4 separate regions of the Mus musculus genome follow, and all the other regions are linked to region 1. The links are chromatin contacts, called in public Hi-C and HiChIP or PLAC-seq maps. All regions are on one chromosome and are shown on one strand. The core of a region is the stretch at or near the end of the contact, and the rest is flanking DNA. Distances in the headings are between cores, read along the strand shown. Region 1 holds the start of 9130015A21Rik (RIKEN cDNA 9130015A21 gene). Region 2 has its middle 100 kb from the start of Mir680-3. Region 3 has its middle 120 kb from the start of Mir680-3. Region 4 holds the start of Tspan13 (tetraspanin 13).

What was found. A called contact is a pair of places that touch in the nucleus more often than the background predicts. HiChIP or PLAC-seq counts read pairs in DNA pulled down with a chosen protein or histone mark.
Region 2: an H3K27ac HiChIP or PLAC-seq map of embryonic fibroblasts shows a contact between it and region 1, with 4 times the contacts expected there. The contact joins the enhancer-like site here to the promoter of 9130015A21Rik in region 1. A contact is called at or near these places in 3 of 484 Hi-C or Micro-C datasets (cerebral cortex, hematopoietic stem cells and nephron progenitors), 1 of 115 datasets of contacts at active chromatin or transcription factors (embryonic fibroblasts) and 1 of 9 other capture datasets (embryonic stem cells).
Region 3: a Hi-C map of bone marrow-derived macrophages shows a contact between it and region 1, with 17 read pairs. The contact joins the enhancer-like site here to the promoter of 9130015A21Rik in region 1. A contact is called at or near these places in 6 of 484 Hi-C or Micro-C datasets (bone marrow-derived macrophages, cerebral cortex, hematopoietic stem cells and 2 more).
Region 4: an H3K4me3 HiChIP or PLAC-seq map of bone marrow-derived macrophages shows a contact between it and region 1, with 2.7 times the contacts expected there. The contact joins the promoter of Tspan13 here to the promoter of 9130015A21Rik in region 1. A contact is called at or near these places in 4 of 39 promoter capture datasets (liver, neutrophils and pre-B cells) and 1 of 115 datasets of contacts at active chromatin or transcription factors (bone marrow-derived macrophages).

Annotation. Positions count from the first base shown.
Region 1 is chr12:35,693,471-35,696,996 of GRCm38.p6, reverse strand. 9130015A21Rik (RIKEN cDNA 9130015A21 gene) reads left to right here and starts at 1,879. Exons shown (of 5, transcript NR_045050.1): 1 at 1,879-2,044; 2 at 2,351-2,524.
Region 2 is chr12:35,292,829-35,296,354 of GRCm38.p6, reverse strand. No RefSeq gene overlaps it. Among named protein-coding and RNA genes, the nearest start is that of Mir680-3, 100 kb to the right of the region's middle. Within about 2 kb of position 1,609, at least 87 of the 459 cell types and tissues checked have an H3K27ac peak or open chromatin away from gene starts, as enhancers often do. A contact at or near this core is called in embryonic fibroblasts, where this site is marked.
Region 3 is chr12:35,315,662-35,319,187 of GRCm38.p6, reverse strand. No RefSeq gene overlaps it. Among named protein-coding and RNA genes, the nearest start is that of Mir680-3, 120 kb to the right of the region's middle. Within about 2 kb of position 1,912, at least 28 of the 459 cell types and tissues checked have an H3K27ac peak or open chromatin away from gene starts, as enhancers often do. A contact at or near this core is called in bone marrow-derived macrophages, where this site is marked.
Region 4 is chr12:36,040,628-36,044,153 of GRCm38.p6, reverse strand. It overlaps Tspan13 (tetraspanin 13), which reads left to right and starts at 1,676. Exons shown (of 6, transcript NM_025359.3): 1 at 1,676-1,903. The coding sequence starts at 1,841.

The DNA.
Region 1 (3,526 bases), core at 630-3,129:
ATAGAGTATACATTCCCTCCCTTTGCAAGGCTACTGTGTCTCAACAGGGATGAGTCTCACAACACACACATTCTAAAAATTTACATATTTAAAAGATCTCTACTGGATTTAGAAATGAATGTGTCCTCTTGGCTATAAAAATCATTCTTGGTGTGATCACCTCTGCTTATTATCATCCAGAGAAAATAAATGATCTTAGCTAAAAACTCATGTAGTCATAAGATTAAATTAGGGTTTAAGATACTCAAATATCTCCTGAACATTAGGGAAGTTAATTTAAAATTGTGTGAGACCACTAAAGTCTAAGGAGATGTTCTTGCTCAAAGCCCATGTTGCACCAGCCATAATGCCATTCCTTCATTTAGTCATCTAAATATATTGGTCTGTGAAGTATTGAACCTGTTACCACAGCATCAGGAAAGATCTGATATATATATATATATATATGATATATATATACATATATATATATATATATATATATATATATGCTGCATCTTATTTTCTGGCAAATTTTCCATTTTCCTTTATGTAAAGAGAAACTATTGCTTAACAAATAGATTTTATAATATTAATGCAACTTAGTTAAGTGATTCAGGTATATATATATTATATTAATGGGTTACAGTAATTATACTGAATTAATTGAATAGCAGCTTGGTTTTTTTAGTAACTGCAAAGGGCCAGTGGTATGTCACCCCTTGGTTATGGTTCTTGATATTGGTGGAATTGGTAGAACCCTACTCTGTCTTTCCAGTCTCATATCTACCATGTAACCATACTTTCTGGGCTATTTTATTGGGTTTTTATATCTGCCGTCCTTCTTTATCTGAATCCCTTTCAACCTCCCAACACTAGGCAGGCAAGAAAGAAGATGTGGGGGGCTGGAGAGATGGCTCAGTGGTTAAGAGTGCCGAATGCTCTTCCAAAGGTCCCAAGTTCAAATCCCAGCAACCACATGGTGGCTCACAACCATCCGTAACGAAATCTGATGCCCTCTTCTGGAGTATCTGAGGATGGCTACAGTGTACTTACATTAAATAAATAAATAAATAAATAAATAAATAAATAAATAAATAAATAAATCTTAAAAAAAAAAGAAAGAAAGAAGATGTGAGGGAAAAGAGGCACAGGCCTCTTTAGACTACTTCCTGCTGATTATGGACATTGAGATCCTAGGGGCAAGTGCAATCTTCATGGTTAGGATATCTCCAACCAGCAATCTAGCAACTTGGAAATCCAGCAATCCAGTAATAACAAAAGCAATGAAAGCAACACCAGGACCCATCGGCCCCCGGGATGAAGCAGCTGCCACCAGGCCTCCTGGGCTCTCACATTTATATCCTCTCAAAAGTCCCCAGAATTCTGAATATACCTGGCAAAAATTACACCCTTCCTAGAGTACGATACAAATCATAGTCAGCAGCTGTGGGTAGTCTAAAGCAGTCCCATATCCCACACCTATTCAGGGAGGTGGTTTTTCTATGTAATGATACAAAGGGGAACATTCTAAGAAAAATTGTTCATTAAATTAATTTGAATAAATAAAAAAAACAAAAATATAATCACATAACAACACTGCGTTTTTTAAGAAACCAAAATTCTCACTACACTACCATGTGAATGATTTGATCCACCTTGTTGGACTGGCTGGATCAACATTGTTTACTATCCAATAACTAGCAAAGGAAAAACAACTGTTTTTGTTTGTTTGTTTGTTTGTTTTGTTTTGTTTCTTTGTTTTGGCTGGAAGATCATTCTGTTTGTATTTTCTCTGTATAAAGATTTTAAAATTTAAGAAACTATTAAACAATAATCATTTGTGGCCACAGAAATGTTAGTGTAATCTCTCACACATGAGTAATCTTTAAATGTTTCACTCTGGAAGAGAAAAATCCAGAAGCAGGTCATGGATATTACTGGAAGCCTCATGGGAAACTCCAGAAAACCACCCAGTTCAGCAACGGGCAGCACACACTGTTGAAAACAGCCAAGAGTCAAGGTTTACGTGATCACCCTCTGACTTACCAGCTGAAACCTTCAGGTGAGTAGCTTGTCCTTCTTAGTCATGGTCTCTCATCTGTGAGTTAAAACCATACTCTCTTTAGTGAATTCTTAGTGGCTATTATAATGGCAAAGGAGGAATAGGTTTACAATAAATTTATGATATTTAGATGAAGGCATTTTTTAAGATGATAGTTTAGACTGAGTTTCGTATATTTGGCTATAACCTCTTAACGATATATTTTTTCAAGTATAGATCTAGATAAATGTGGTAGGAAGAAAAATAAAAAGAATATCCTTACACAATAATGTCAGAAAAATGTTTATTTCCTTTAAAATATTCTAGGGAACAATTTAGAGATAGAATGGTGGCCCTATGATGTCCTGGACTGGAAGGGAAGCTTTCCAATGCCTGCAGAGAGCCAGACTTCTATCTCTCTGTTTCCTCTGAGGCTTCCATGGCTACTGTGGCCTGTGTTCTTGCTGCTGTATTCATCTTCCTCACCGGAGAAGGAAGGAGGTAGGTAGAAAGGGCAAAAGGGCTTCTCTCCCCGCTGAGTCACCCTACCACAAAGCACATTTCTGGAAGAAACCAGCAGTGACTTCTGCTTTGGAGTCAGGAATAAATAGTCTGTTAGCTGAGGTTGTCAACAGTTTACTGTGGTCTGTAAAACAAAGCAAGAAAATTTCTTATTCTGTGAAGAAAATAATCAATACGTCTGTAGCCCTGTCAAGACATACATTACCCTGCATCTAACTTCTATGTTTCCTCCTCTTCTGAGCTGAGAAACGGGCTACTAGTTCAATGAGATAGAATCCAGGAAGTAATGGTGAACAGAGGTACATAGGGCATGTGCACTTGGGAATAAAGGACACACTCCCAATTCTTCATATAGATGCTGTAATAACTTGAAAATCAGCTATTAAAAAGAATGAATTTATGAAATTCCTAGGCAAATGGATGGACCTGGAGGGCATCATCCTGAGTGAGGTAACCCAATCACAAAAGAACTCACACAATATGTACTCACTGATAAGTGGATATTAGCCCAGGAACTTAGAATACCCAAGATATAAGATACAATTTGCAAACTACATGAAACTCAAGAAGAACAAAGACCAAAGTGTGGATACTGTGCCCCTTCTTAGAATTGGGAACAAAACACCCATTGAAGGAGTTACAGAGACAAAGTTTAGAGCTGAGATGAAAGGATGGACCATCTAGAAACTGCCATATCCGGGGATCCATCCCATAATCAGCTTCCAAACGCTGACAAAATTGCATACACTAGCAAGATTTTGCTGAAAGGACCCAGATATAGCTGTCTCTTGTGAGACTATGCCGGGGCCTAGCAAACACAGAAGTGGATGCTCACAGTCAGCTGTTGGATGGATCACAGGGCCCCCAATGGAGGAGCTAGAGAAAGTAACCAAGAAGCTTAAGGGATCTGCAACCCTATAGGTGGAACAACAATATGAACTAACCAGTACCCTCCGGAGCTCATGTCTCTAGCTGCATATG
Region 2 (3,526 bases), core at 360-2,859, 400 kb after region 1:
ACGATCATAATATCAGCAAATAGTGATACCTTGACTTCTTTTCCAATTTGTATTCCCTTGATCTCCTTTTGTTGTCTTATCGTCCTAGCTAGAACTTCAAGTACTATAGATTGGAGCCTTGTCTTGTCCCTGATTTTTGTGGGATTGTTTCAAGATTCTCTCCATTTAATTTGATATTGGCTATTGGTTTGCTGTACATTGCTTTTATCATGTTTAGTATGGGCCTTAAATTCCTGATCTCTCCAATACTCTCAACATGAAGGGATATTGTATTTTGCCAAATGCTTTTTCAGCAAATATTGTGATGATCATGTGATTTTTTCTTTAAAAAAATATATATATAGGATTACATTGATGGATTTCTGTATATTGAACTAGCCTGTATCCCTCGGATGAAGCCTCCTTGATCATGGTAAGTGATCATTTTGATGTGTTCTGTGATTCAGTTTGTGAGAAATCTTTTGAGTATTATTTCATTGATGTTCATAACTGAAATTGTTCTGAAGTTCTCTTTCTTTGTTGGGTTTAGATATCAGAATAACAGTGGCTTCATAAAAATAATTAGTTAGTGTTCCTTCTGTTTCTATTTTGTGGAATAGTTTGAGGTGTATTGGTATTAGGTCTTCTTTGAAGGTCTGATAGACTTCTACACTAAAACCCTAAAATCATCTGGCCCTGGGTTTTTTGTTGTTTTGTTTTGTTTTGTTGTTTTTTTCAGCCTTTTAATGACTGCTTCTATTTTCTTAGAGGTTATAGGACTGTTTAGATAGTTATAAACATAAAAGAATAAAACTAAAGCTAAGAAGGATCAGTAAGAGTAATGGTTTATTTCATTATTATGTTAGCTGGCCATATGATAAAGCATTTAATATAGTGATGAACACAAAGGATGTCCCCCCACCATGTGCCAGGAGAGACAAAATCAAGCAATAAGCATTTCTGTATTACTTTCAACCTTCTAATTTTTCTTTTTTTTTCTTTTTGATTTTTTGATTTTGTTTTATTTTGGTTTGGTTTGGTATTTTTGGTTTTTTGAGACAGGGTTTCTTTGTCCTGGAACTCATTCTGTAGACCAGGCTGGCCTCAAACTCAGAAATCCTCCTGCCTCTGCCTCCCAAGTGCCGGGATTAAAGGCATGTGCCACCACTGCCCAGCCTAATTTTTCTTTATATTACTGGACAATGAGACTTTTTTTTTCTAACTAGGGACACTGCATGATACTTTCATGTTGTAGGGAGAGGGAAAGTCAGGCTAACTTGGGTATGCTATGTTCCCTTAGAGCAAATTAGAGCAAGGTCATGAGAGATAAACAGAGCCAAGCCTGGGAGCAGTTGTGCTTCACTGGGTTTTCTGTTCCTTAATTGGTTTGGAGTGCTGTGGTTCCTTTAAAATATGGGGGAGGTTATTCTACTGAGTGGTGAGTAACTCTGGCCATAGCTACAGGAACAAACAAAACAACAAAAAGCTTAGGGGAAAAAAAAACCCACAAGCACTCAGACTGAAAAAGTAACCAAGCCAAAAATGCCATTTGACTATTGCAAAATGATCGGGCACACACTGAAAGCCAAACATGCTTACAAGTTCAGCAAGCCCCAAATATGCCATGTCATTAGTGTCTTTCCTTCCAAGTATTCTGTCCACATACTCTGAGCTGTTTACCACAAAGAAAAGATGCATCACCTTGTTAAATCATTTCTAAAGCAGGAGGGGAGAAGGAAAAGAAAAAAAAGAAGGGGATAAGTGGGGTGAGGGGAGGGGCTGTGAGAGAGGACCAGGAAGAGGGCAGTGGTCTATGATTAGAGTATTAAAATGAATAAATTAATTAGTTAATGAAAAGGGAAAAGGTGGGAAAGGGAAGGAGTAAGGAAGGAAAAATTAGGAAAAAGGAAACAGGGGGTAGGGAAGGAGAAAGGGAACAAAGAGAATTACTGGAAAAAAATACAATAAAAAGTTTTCAAGTGACTTAATGTGAAATTTTCAAAAAACCTCCATGCTCCACCAGATAAATATTTCTGCATATTCTCAGAAATGGGTCACACTTCCCACATACTTAAAAACATCCTTTACAGTTAATCTATCAATAGCAACCCTACCAGACATTTTATCTTAAAATTTGTCTTGGGCCTGAAGACAGCGTGGTAGTAAAAACCTTGTACAGATCTCCATCAGCCAGGTGAAACAGCTTGGTGTGCTGAGACACTTGCCACCCTAGCCTAGGGAGGGGAAGCTGGAAAAGTCTCAAGATTCGCTGGCCAGCCAGACTAGCCAGTCTGTGAAGAGACCCTGCCTCAGACAATAAGGTAGAGAACAACTGAGCTTGACATTTTGATGCCAACCTCTGTCATCCACACATACACATGTAGGCACATACGTAGCATAGACATGTGTACAAACACACACATGTACACACACATACATATACAATTCTTTGTCCTTTCATTTTTATATGGCTTGTTCGGAAGGAACCAAGAAAGGAAACATAACAAAGCTATGTGAACACAAAGACTGTTTGTTGGACATTCTCCAAACCCAGCTGTAAACATCCACTCTTTGTTCGAATCCTTACAGCCACCTACCCAGTCACATGACAGCAGCATGACCAGCTTTGTCCACCAGAGCTCTTTGCATGGAAATGTACTAAATGTACTAAATGGACATACCAGCCACACTTCTTTCAATGACAAGAAACTGATCAAGTAGAAAATGTGGGAAAGTGGACATTCAGGCTAACTGTCTCCCTGTCTTTAATTGAAGCATTGTCTACTTCTCTGAATTAAACTGTCAGTTTAATTCAAGCTAGCTGAGCTGTTTATCATCCAGGAAAAAATCTAGTAGATGCTGAAGATATGCCAGATTACATTTCTACAGATCTTCTTTGTATGTTTAATCTTTTTTTTCTCCCTCCCTACTTCATGATACACACAGCTCTATGAATTGTGACTCTTATCAAGATGAGGTTTGGACTATCTTCTATCTTGCCTTTCATGTTGGTTACTTTTCGATATGGAATCTTTTCAATGTCAAATGTTGCTAGGTAACTATTTTCCTTGTTTTAATTCAGTTTTGGTAAAAACAAAAGTATATCTAAGTGGTTTAGTCTCAACTAGTATTGCTCTTCTTCCAAAATATGTATGTCCTACTTTTGTGTCAAGAGATACACGATGTGGCTTTCCAGACCTGCACAGAGCTACAGATGGTAGCAGAATTAGTTGTTTATAAATTTTACTGTTCATTGCCACAAACACATGGAACATAGATAATAAGTAATGAAATACTGTTTATAAAATAACTGAATGATTCAGAGAAGGAGATAGAAGGAGATAGATGATTCACATAGAAACAGAAAAAAAGAGGTTTCTCTGTAGAATTCCTTATATCTCTAATTAATATGGAGAAGTACGTGCCTTTAATCTCCAGGGAAATCCTGATGCTGTGAGCCAAACACAGTAGTAGGTTTCTGAAATTAACTGTTGTGATTGATGATCTGGGTATGACAGTGTGGACCGCTTTAAATTTCAGCTTACCA
Region 3 (3,526 bases), core at 663-3,162, 380 kb after region 1:
AAAAGTATATGTGGTCAAGGGAGGCAGTTTCATGAGTGAAACCATTTTGTCTGAAAGCATGGAAAACATGGCCTAAACGAAACATGATGTGACTCATGGACTGAGATGTGTTTCTTGTAATAACATACAGAAGAGTGTCCTGGAGTGGAGTGCATATTAAAATGTAGATTGCAGTTCATATCCCAGGTGAAAAAGATGAAGTAAAGTCACATGCTGCTCTGAGACTTCTAAGGAAGGAGACACTAAAGAACACGCACACTCACACAAGGACATACGCACACACACATAGGCACACACACATCGTGCACACACACAAACACATACACACATGCAAATGCACACACAGGCATACACACATGCACACATACACAGGCACACACACACAGAGGCACACATACCCACTCACATACACACAAACACACACTCACACGCAAACACACACAGGTATACACACATACTCACACACACATTCACTCACACATGCACACACACTCATTCATGCATGTACATGCACACACACACACAAATGCACACACAGGCACACACAGACATACACACACACAAGGCCCCCTATGCCTATGTTCCTCTTCCCCTAGACACACACACACTGAGAGGTTTATAAATGCATAGCTGAATCAATGCTATGAGTTAGACATTACTTCTATTTTACCCAAAAAAAACCACCAAAAAATCCTCAAATTAAATGTAGCAAACTTGTTCTGCACCCCATAAATTAGTAATAAAGGGGTCCCTTTGAACCCCATTTTCCTTTGAATGGCCTGTATCCCTGAGGCTATTGTTTTAGAATTACAACTTTTAATGAAGTGATTATTGAAAAAGGTAATTGTGGAATTTCTTTCCATCAAAATGTGATTCCCCATCCCATTTTTAAATAATAACTGTTCACAATCTCCTGTTTTATCATCCAGAGCTACCATGTCTGAAGCCATTTGCCATGTAGATTGCACCTGGAACTTCTTGTACATGTCTAATCTAACTATAAATAATATAAACACCTATTGAAAAGACAGCTATGTTGTCCTTTGCAAAGTCATGTCTTAATATCTGCTATCTAGTGAACAGACCTTTAAAATATATTCATGTGCTTAAATCACTTATACTGGATTTGCAGACAATCTAAACCAAAATATGCAAACGATAGTCTCCAAATGGAGGTGTGTGTGTGTGTGTGTGTGTGTGTGTGTGTGTGTGTGTGTGTAGGTGTGTGTGTGTATGGAGGTGTGCGATAACTGCTTCCCCTATCGAGGTGGCATGAGCAACTTCAGCCTCAAATTTTTAAGTTGAAAAGATAATAACCTCTAAGTCCCTGATAAATCACAAAATACCTTCATGATCTTCATCAAATACAAGAGTACTAGTTCAATGACCATTTTAATGTGATGTTGCCTAGTTTTATGTCAATGTAACACAAGCTTGAGTTATTTGAAAGGAAGGAATCAATTGAGAAGATGCCCCTATAAGTTCCAGCCACAAGGCATTTTCTTAGTTATTGATGTGGGAAGGTCCAGCTCATGGTGGGTGGGGCCACCCCTGGAGTGGTGGTCCAGGGTACTATAAGAAAGCAGGCTGAACAACCCAGAGGAGAAAGCCAGTGAGCAGAGGCCCTCTGTGGCCTCTGCATCAGCTCCTGCCTCCAGGTTTCTGCCCTGTTTGAGTTTCTGCCCTCACTACTTTTGGTGATGAACTGTTATATGGAACTGTAAGGGAAATAAGCTTTTCCTTTCCCCTAGTTGCTTTAGATCATGATGTTTTATTACAGAAATAGTAACTCTAAGACATAAACTACTGTTTATACACTTTGCTGCCATTGCTATGTGAGACTCAATCCCCTGGTAGTGGTTCCCTTTAAGAGAATTTAAAACTAAATGAAGGAAGGAAGACAAAGGGACATGAGTCATATGCTAAGAAAAATAACAACACAGCAAGTTGGCCGCAGATAATTTCCTGAAACCAGTATGTGAAGGAGTGAGTTATGTGAAAGAATAACATGAGCAGGTCCTTTTGTGAAGTGGTAAAATTTCCAAACTAAATATCCATCTCGAGCCGGAGGCAACAAACAAATGGAAGATAAGAAAAAGTCAGAGTGATTTTTTTTTAAAGTTTGCTTTCTCCATTTGCAATGTAATTGAGAAACAAAATAAACGAACAGGCCAATTCCCACTTTAGGATTTATAGTGTCGCAACTTCTGCATAAAAGCTTTAGTAGCGTTGTATACCCTGGTCCCCTTGACCCTGCACTCTGAAAACATCTCCTTGGAAAATCGGAGCTTTTAGTTAATGTTTTTATGGGACATATTCTATGGAAGCCCACAGCAAACACACAAGGCAATTGAATAAATTGCCAGCTGCTAACAATTCTTTCGATAGAGTAAACCCTACTCCTGTTTCAAAAATTATTTTATTGAAAATAGATTTTTTTCATCTAATATTATTCTGATTATAGCTCCCCTTCCAAACTCCTCTCAGGTTCTCCCCATATCCCCTGCCACCTACATCCACACCTCTCTTTCTTTCATTAGAATACAAACAGGCATCTAAAAAACAATGATAAAATGATGATAAAATAAAATAAGATTAAAAACCAAACAAACTGAAATAGGACAAAAGAAACATACAAAAAAAAAAAGCCAAAGGAAAAAACATAAGAAACACAGATAGACACAGGGACACACATATTCCTAAAGAGAGAAAACCCATAAACACAAAATAAAGATTTAAAAAAGAAAAAGAAAGCCCAGACAAAGCATTGCAAGATGGAAAATCTTCCAAAAATACCATTGAATTGCTTTTATCTTGGCCAAGTACTGCTGAGCATGGGGCCTGCTTCTAAGTGTGGCTTGTGTACCCAGTCAGACTCCCTTGGAGAAAACTAACTTTTCCTTTGTAGGGACTTATCATTGGATGGAGTTTCTGATTGTGCTCACTCCCCCTCTCAGTGCTAGGACACACCTGGCTGAGACCCTCAAGCCCAGTGTCACTACCCCTGTGAGATCATGTATGTCAGGCCTGCTGTGTCTAGAAGGACTCATTGCTGTCCTGCTCTTACACTATTTCTCTCTCCTCTCCTGCAGGGTTCCCTGAGCCCTGAGGAGAGGGACTAGCTAGGGTATAAAATAAAAGCTTAAAAAAAAAAAAAAGGCAAAATCAACAACATTCTTTCATGTAGTAAACTCTTTCAGTAACTGTCTCTGGTGTCCACAAACCCCACCAAGGTTTAGAATACTTCCTAGAGTTTCCATTAACTTAGTAAAATACAAAGTAGACCCTGATATTTTCAAAATTGAAAATGAGGTAAGTAATAATATTCTTCCCCGCCCCCCCCCAAAAACCCTTAAGATTATTAACGGAAAACATACGAGATTTCATAAGTTCAGCAAATCAATGGACATAAGATAAAATAGATCAACTATTCTTCAGCATGTTAGCAGTAGCTATTTCTCTCTCTCTCACACACACACACACACAAATACACAAGATAAAACAGAAAAGAAACTATGTGGAAATG
Region 4 (3,526 bases), core at 427-2,926, 350 kb before region 1:
CTTTGTAAACTGCTTAGTTTAGTTTTATTTATATAGTTTAAAACAGAGTCTCCCTATGCAGTGTTGACTGACCTGAAACTCACAGAGATCTGCTTGCCTCTGCCTCCAGAGTACTGAAATTTAAGACGTGCACCACCATGTAAGTATTAAAATTCTGGATTTTAAAAAGAAAAGTAGAGCAGTATAGTTTGGAGTGCAGAGTTATTTCCCATACTAATTTTTAAAAATGTTTCTGGGAATACATACAAGATTGATAAGGATTGCAAGAGACGTAAAATCCATGAGTGTTTATTTGCATGGTGAGTTCTAAAGGAAGTACAAATAGGCTGGAGTATTTGAAGAGAAGGTATTTAATTAACTTGTTTAAGTCAATGATTTTTATGTTTGTTTTTTTTGGGTTTTTTTTTTGTTTTGTTTTGTTTTTGTTTTTTGACATACATTCACCTAACCGTGAGAAGTTTTAGGCTCAAAATGTACAGTAAATTTGAAAATCGCTTTTTAAAAGATCTATTTTACTATTTTACGAGTGTTTTGCCTGCATGTGTGTACCATGTGCATGCTTGATGCCCACTAAGGTCAGAGGAGGGCACTGGATCCCCAGGACTGGAGAGACAGGTGTTGTGAGTGCCATTTGGGTGTTGGGGTCCTCTGTAAAAGCAATAAGTGCCATAACAGCTGAGCCAACTCTTAAGGCCCTTAAAAATCTCTTTATAAAACCTATTGGTAGAATTTCTTTTGATAGAAAATACCAAATAGAAAATACCAAGCCTTTACTGCCGCTTAACAGTTGGAACCCAGTAGTGAGTGCCTTAAAACCATCAGGCGCACTGGTGCATCTGATAGGACACTTTATTCTATGCAAGGGGGTCTGTCAAATAGTGCATGATATACTTCTAATAATCTAGTTAGAGGTTAGGAATCAGGATGAAGATGCAGCAAACAAAAGTGATGATAAATTAATTGAATCTGTTATCGAAAGGCTTCCTAGCTTGTATTTATGCAAAAATAGGCCCCTAAAACCCAGGATCCCACTACAAGAATAAAGACTCCTGATTTATTTTGCACATATGTATTCATAAGGTTTATTAGTATTTCAAAAATCCCTGTAGATTAAGTCCTCTTGATCTGAAATCTGTCACAATTACAGGTTACCTTTCTTACCTATGTCGAGAGAAATTAGTTTTTATTTGCTCTTTTTAGTCTTTCACTGATGTTTTTCCTTTCATTGCCCCCTTCCCTGTTCTCTGTAAATCTTTCATTCTTGTCGTCTTTCTTTCATTCAAACGAGGCCAGGTGCTTCGATTTGTTTTATCATCTCATTCAAAATGGTGCCACGTCACCCACAGGGCAAGAATGGAGAGAGGTGCTGTCATTTCTCCTGCCAGCGTGGAGCCCCGCCCTCTGCTGTTCACCTGGGAGGGGGGAAATTATACAGAGGCCACAGTCTCGTGAGCCAGAGGCCGGCTCCCTCCAGACAGTCTCGGGGCCCCCTCCTCCTCCTCCTCCTTCTCCTCCGCTGAGCTGCCCCGCCTCTCCCGGACCCCAGAGCGCATTGATTTGCATATCTCTACCTTTGTTCCCTAGCAGTGGCCAATCAGAGTGCAGGGCGAGACGAGGCGGCGGGGCGGGGCGCGCGATCGGCGGATCCGCTGCGGCCGCAGGTTGCAGAGCGGGTGGGAGCCGCTGCGGGCGCGGCACTGCAGCCCTGATCCTGAACCCCGAACCCGAGCCCCGAGCCTAGCCCGGGCCACAGGCTCAGGAGGCCAGGATCCAGAAGCTACTCGCCCAGCCCGGCGGAAGACGCCTCGACCCGCAGGCACCCGCTAGCCCACGCGCCACGATGGTGTGCGGGGGCTTCTCGTGCTCCAAGAACTGCCTGTGCGCGCTCAACCTGCTGTATACCGTGAGTAGCCCGCGCCCGGTGGCACCTGCGGGGGCCGTCGGCCTCCTCCCCGCCTGAGTATTCGCCTGCGCCCCATCCCGCGCCCCTTGCGGGCTTCCCACGCCCCAGTTTCGCCTGCAGCCCCCGCCCGGGACCCCGAGCCTGCTTGTCGCAGTCTCCGCCCGTCCTTCATTGTGGCGCTCGCCCCTCGCCCTGCTCTCTGCAGCCCTTCACTTTCGCGTTCCTTCCCACTCTCCCCATTCTTTCATCCATCCCCAGGTTTCCATCTCAATCCCTCTAGCCGCACGCTTTCGGCTGGCCATCCCATCTGGAGGTTCGGAGGCTGGAGAGCAGCCCGGGCTTAGGGGACAGGTTTGCGGGATAGTGGGGCCTGGGATGGACCAGGCGGCCTGTGGATGGCGCGCTTCTGGCACAGCTCTAAAAGCTGCCTTTTGAATGGAGGCCATAGAGCAGGTTCACAGGATATCCGTGGCTTCCGAAGTTTGTTTCGTGCTTACATAAAGTCTCTTTGTTGATGTTTCTGCCCGTGAGGTATTCGCCTGATGCTTTTCCCATGCCATCTTCCTTCCCCTTTATCAATATTCTAGCTCCATTTTTGGCGAAGTCCTTCAGTATATAGTCCTCCACCCAAGTCGTTTTTATTTTTTTATTTATTTTTTCCTCCCTACGTATCAGCATATGCCTTCCAGCTTTAACATGGAAAACTCAGTTTGATTTTTTTTTTTTTTGAGGCATAATTGTGGCTGGACAGCAGGAAGTTGAGGTGATGTTTATTGAAAACCTTCACCACCCCAGCCTTTTCATTTGTCAATTTGTTATCTATCTGTGGCAAGCGCAGTTGTCTAAATTTTATAACGGTAAAGACCAAAAAAGGCTTTACTAAGTTTTCATAACTGGTAGTTGGAGAGTCTGGACTGGAACCAAGCTGTGGAATCTAGACCTTTCCACAAGCTGCCTCTCCTGCGTGGAAGAAACTTCCTTTCGGTCATCTCATTCCATCGGAGACTTGTTCTCTTCTATAAATACATCTGGTGCTTGCAGCACCCACCCTGAAAACAAACCCAGTTTCCCTGCATTAGCAGAGCCAGGCCATCTGGGCCAGCTTAGGTTACATCTATGGACAAGAGAGGCCGCTTGTGGTTGACAAGCAGAGACACCAGGTCACGGGTCATTTTACCTTTTTTTTTTTTTTCTGGTGTGTGTCTGAAAATGATGGCAAAGCTTTGACATAGGCACCGATGGTGTATATATTTTTCTGGCTAGTTCCTGGGAATCCAGTCAACATGCTCACAAATGGTACACTTGGCAGAAAAATTCTAGAATACATGGTGGCGAAACAGCTCCTGTCACTGGAAATCCATGTCAAGTTTCATATTAAGTTCACCTGTGCGGTGTGAGGCATGCTTACCACATTGCTATATTGTAAATTCCTATCCGTTCTTGAACAATTTCTCTTATTAACATGAATGGTCTGCTTAGAACGTCACATTCTATTTTGTGCCTGAGTCCCCCTCCCCCCCTCAGTGATTCAGTCATCTGTTTACCTGATTCTCCATCTTACAGTGTCTGCTTACACACAGTGCAGGGTACAGTGGCTGCTTCTGTGCCTCTTCGGCTATCTGT